Linked DNA regions of Danio rerio: region 1 is linked to region 2. The links are chromatin contacts, called in public Micro-C maps. All regions are on one chromosome and are shown on one strand. The core of a region is the stretch at or near the end of the contact, and the rest is flanking DNA. Distances in the headings are between cores, read along the strand shown. Region 1 has its middle 5.8 kb from the start of si:dkey-84j12.1. Region 2 overlaps si:ch211-204c21.1.

Evidence for each region. A called contact is a pair of places that touch in the nucleus more often than the background predicts.
Region 1: a contact with region 2 is called in a Micro-C map of caudal fin, with 6 times the contacts expected there. The contact joins two enhancer-like sites. A contact is called at or near these places in 2 of 18 Hi-C or Micro-C datasets (caudal fin and embryo).

What each region holds. Positions count from the first base shown.
Region 1 is chr5:44,796,263-44,798,962 of GRCz12tu, forward strand. No RefSeq gene overlaps it. Among named protein-coding and RNA genes, the nearest start is that of si:dkey-84j12.1, 5.8 kb to the right of the region's middle. Within about 2 kb of position 1,384, at least 23 of the 62 cell types and tissues checked have an H3K27ac peak or open chromatin away from gene starts, as enhancers often do.
Region 2 is chr5:44,712,260-44,714,959 of GRCz12tu, forward strand. It overlaps si:ch211-204c21.1, which reads right to left. Exons shown (of 14, transcript XM_021471673.3): 11 at 1,363-1,504. Among named protein-coding and RNA genes, the nearest start is that of zgc:112966, 5.6 kb to the left of the region's middle. Within about 2 kb of position 1,377, at least 3 of the 62 cell types and tissues checked have an H3K27ac peak or open chromatin away from gene starts, as enhancers often do.

The DNA.
Region 1 (2,700 bases), core at 134-2,633, 84 kb after region 2:
GGATTTAGACACGATATAAGAATTCAAACAGTTAACCAGATACAGTACAAGCGGTTGCAAGTAATAAAACACAATTAAATACACATTTTGCAAGCTAGAGAAAACAAGGAGGCACCCATTTAATTGGAGGAAGAATCTGATCCATGAACTGTGTACTTTAAAGCTCCTGCGAATCTCTAACAAAATCCCATACATCAATAGTCTTTTCTGATCCTTCCTGTAACAAACGTCTGACAAATCCCCCGTTGCAGGTTAGATTATTGCATTAATAATTTACTATTCACAATTCATTAATGTTTACTCATCCTAAGTCATGATCAGTCCCACACACACCTACACTCTGCTAGTGTATGAAGCAAAAGGCAGGTTCACGTTTTACCCTCATCCGGCATTTCATATTTGCTATTGTTTCGTGTCGAAGTCGATACAAAGATCCAGACGAACAACAAGTCATTTATGAGTCGACACTTTTATGGATGAATCAATAATTTCAAACATAGTGCACTTAACCTTCAGCTAGATGTTTTCATTCACTTAGAGCTGTGTTGCACAATTTATGGAAAGTATTTTTAAAAGTCCATGACAGGGACTCTTTAATAGTTATATCAATAGTCATTTATATCATAGTAGTTCTTGATGTGATGACGATGTAAAAATTAATAGTACATGAAGTGTATACAAGAAATCTGTTAAATGTATGGAAAAAACAGCTGTGGTTGCCAGATATTTACCAATTACAATATGGTTGCAATAGTTTGTTTTTTATGAAAGTAAAAAAGCACATTTAGTTAAATGAAACAATGGTTATATACAAATGTACTGAACTACTTGTTCTATACTCATATTCAGGTGTTGACAATGAGAGTCACATAATTAACTATCATCTCTATAAGTTTTTTTCCACAAGCTGAGTTAGTAAATATTAACGTGAACAGAAACGAATCATTATCTTAACAAATGACCCCGCAATGCAATAAACATTCATTTAGCAACATATGATTGCCAGTTGCTACTGTATGTGCATTAAATACATTAAATACAAGTTAAAAAAGGTATTACTTTTAAGGTTTTAGCTATGATGCTACCAAAATCATTCCGCATGAATCCACAGATTTTTAACAAATTAAGTTTAGTTTTGCTCCTGTGAAGGCAAATCTGTATTTTTAAGATTTCAGTATATAATTATTATACTTATGCTGTAAATTTTCTATTGTATAGTGTGTATATACAGTGTGTATATATTCTGTATATGTGTGTGTTTTACTGTTGAGTCATCGGTTTATAGTCTGAGAAGAAGAGATGAGAAACACCACGAGCGCTGAATAAGCATGTGGAAAATGTGGGTGGTCCTCCAAAAACCCCACTCACACACACACACGTGCGCGCGCACACACACTGACCTCCATTCCTCAGGCTGAACTCCAGCAGGTCTGACAGCAGTAAGTGTGAGCACGTGAGCGTCAGGCAGCTGTTGGGGGTCCAGCTGGACAAAGTGAAGCAGCGTGACCATCCTCAGGCCTACAGAGAGACATCTGGGAGATATTAAGACTTGTCAATAACAGTGATGGTGTTTCACTAACAGAAAATAATTATTATTGTTAATAAATACATCATTAGGGTTTTACATTTTGACAGAAAATGTTTCTGTTGCGTCTTAAAATAAACAGAAAATTGAGTGAAAAGCTATACAGGACTCTAACAAAAAAGCTTGGTTGTTTCAATTTTGAGTCAACACAAACTCAACTCTGGGTTTATTATTATTATTTTGTTTTAATTAATTGTTTAACCCAGCAATTAAAACCACAAATAGGATTAAAATAACCCAGTAGCCTATTCTTTAGACTGTCTCTCAAAGTCCTTCCCAGCAAGCAAAATTCATGTGGCTCAAATCCGGCCCACACCAGACACTTACAGCCTTGCCCACATACCGCATGGAATAAAGGCACTTGGGCACTCCGCTCCTGTTTGCCAGATCTGGGCCACAATTAAGCCAAAACAATATCACATATCAGCCAGAATTTAACCAAATGAACCAGAACTGACCCTATTCTGGGCCACAGTTTGCTTTTATTCTGGCCCAGATCTGGGCCACACCACACACTTACATCTGGACTACATACTAAATGGAATGATAGCTCTAGGGTGATCCACTCCTGTTTATCAGATCTGGGCCACAAATAAGCCAAAGCAATATCACACATTAGCCAGAATTCAACCAAATGAACCAGAACTTTCTCTATTCTGGGCCACAGTTTGCTTTTATTCTGGCCCAGATCTGCCCACACCAGACACTTACATCTGGACCACATACTAAATGGAATGATGGCTCTAGGGTGGTCCACTCCTGTTTATCAGATCTGGGCCACAAATAAGCCAAAGCAATACAAAATATCAGCCAGAATTCAACTACATTAACCAGAACTGACCCTATTCTGGGTCACAGTTTGCTTTTATTCTGGCCCAGATCTGGCCGACACCTTACACTTGCTGGGTGTGGCAAAGTACAAAAATCCCAGCATGCATTGCAGTATGAATACAATCTATAGCTTATTGATCCTCCATTTATGTTGACGTTGTTGATTTTGTCACTTTTAGTCTCCTGTTTGTGATTTTTGTTCAATTTGTTAATTGTCACCGCTGTTGAGGTTCATACGCTGATTATTGATGTCTTCGTGAGCAGAAATTGAACCATAGAATTTT
Region 2 (2,700 bases), core at 127-2,626:
CGTATTAACAGTGTTCTTACCTTGAAGGCTACCCATGTTTGTGAACACCCTCCAGGACAAACAAGAAAGCAATTGATGCCTTGTTGTTTTCAGCAGCATCAAGGTATAGGATCTATAAAATAAGGGGTTCAGGAGAAACAATTAAATATATATTTAAAAAAAAAATCACTTTAAACATACATTGTACAGACCAGTGTTGCAAGCAGTATCACATATCTATTTTGCCCAGTTTCTCAGACAAGACTTAAGCCTTGTCCTAGATTTCTCTCTTCTGCTGATCATTAAAGAAGATATTTTTAAGAATGTTGCAAACCAAACAGTTGACAGCAGCCACTGATTTTCAGAGTAGCTCCTGTAGATCTGTAAGCTTTAGAATTTATATGCAATCATTCAGTGCCTACCTGGAAAAGTGACTTGTCTTTGGTCCTGACCAAGTAGCATTAAAAGAAAAGAAGGCAATATCTATTTTATATTGATATATATACACTGTATCTTGATATACATTAAACGTTTTTACACAATAAACCAAAAATGTATAACGTTTCTAAACACAACATTTAAACAATAAAAGTGTTAAATAAAGCCAGAACTGTTGCACACTGTACATGAATAAAACTTTGATTGATGTTATTGATAAACGTTACTTTAGCAACACGAACTTACTTCAAGCTGCCCTGAGGGACAAGATGAGGTGGAAGATGATGCCGCTCCGTGTCTCTCCCGGGAGGCCATCTTTAGAAAGAGCCGACCGTAGGTAAAATACTAACAATAATACTTAACATAAGGCACGACGTATTGCACACCGCAACAACTTTTTGATATGCGCTCCACTGACGTCACCGTCTGTGCTTCCAGGTTAGAGAGCAACTGTCCATCAAAATCTCATTAGCCAATCAGAGTAGATCGCTGTTAAGCCCGCCCCCACGAGAAGTTTGTGCCAAAACAGCAAACGAAAATTTGCGAAGCGTAAGCGAAAGCTGTGGCAACGCATTCAAAATCCATGATTCGCGAAAACGATTGTTTGAAAATCATTAACAAAGAATAAAGCATATTTGAAGAACATGTTAAATTCGTTCGACTGAGTTCATTTTTTCGTTTTCATTGTGATTTTCTTCTTTTGCAGTGCCATATTTTTGATCGTTTCTTGGAAAGTTACGTTCAGTTTTATAAAGTTACGTTCATTCTTATTGGCACAAAAATCATTCCATACTGCTGGAGCAAAAGCAATATATAAACAAAACAACACTCCTTTCAGACTCTCACTTGACTTTCATTTGAATAAGAATCACTGACATTTTGACAAAGCTTTTAATAGAAGCTCACAAATGTCAGGTTATTTGTTAATTGTGTGGAGTTTCTCACCCAGATCTGTGAGTGTGTCTGTGGAGGAAGGGCTCCTGCTGAACAGACTGCTGACGGAGCAGCTCTCAGGTGGAGGAGGTGGAGATTCAGACTGCTCTGCTGAAACAAATGAAGCCATTCCAAGGTTTTCATTTGAAGGAGACTATAAAAGAGATAAAAAGAGTTACACAAGTTCACAACCTACATATACAGAACAGGGAACAAATAATGATAATAATGTATACAGTTGCAATCAGAATTATTAGCCCCCCTGAATTATTGGCCCCTCTGTTGATTTTTTTTCTCCAATTTCTTTTTAACAGAGAGTACATTTTTAACACATTTTTTTCAACACATTTTTAAACATAATAGTTGTAATAACTCATCTCTAATAACTGATTTATTTTATCTTTGTCATGATGACAGTAGATAATATTTGATTAGATATTTTTCAAGACACTTCTATACAGCTTAAAGTCACATTTAAAGGCTTAACTAGGTTAATTAGGTTAACTAGGCATGTTAGGGGAATTGGGCAAGTAATTGCATAATGATGGTTTGTTCTGTAGACTATCGAAAAATTATATTGCTTAAAGGGGCTAATAATTTTGACCTTAAAATGGTGTTTAAAAAATTAAAAACTGCTTTTATTCTAGCCAAAATAAAACAAATTTCCTTGCTCTGTTAAACATAATTTGGGAAATATTTAAAATAGAAAAAATAATAAAAATCAAAAGAGGGCTAATAATTCTGATCGTGACTGTAAATGTATTTCTATTTCAAATCAATGCAGATTTTTTTCTATTCATCAAAAAACCAAAAGTTTTCACAGGAAAATTATCAGTGTTTAAGATGTGACAGTCAAGATGGAGTATTAACTGCTTAAAATCAAGTTTCCATTACAGTTATTCTAAAAATGGAATATATTTTTTTACAATGTTATAGTTTTTCTAGTAAAAAACAAGAAACAAAACTCTGCCAATGACAAACAATATATACACCATATAAGAGCACATTACATAACATTTAAATTATTACACTGTCTTTCGTTGCAATATAAATCAATTATCTTAAAAAAATATTTTCATAAAAATTGGCTTAAGTGTCTACTTTAATGTTTTAAATAATACAGCAGTGTAAAAAATATGTTTATGTAAATAAGCAATAAATAAATATAAGTGATCATAATAAATTTGATTATATCTTGAATATGTCTTGCTGACTACAATTAATTAATATTTTTAAGTCCTTTGAATAAGAGTCCTTTAATATCTGCTATCCCAAAAAATAAGTTTTGGTATGTAAAATATTGATAAAACAAGTTAAGAATGAATGAGAGTCATTATTAAAAAAAAATAA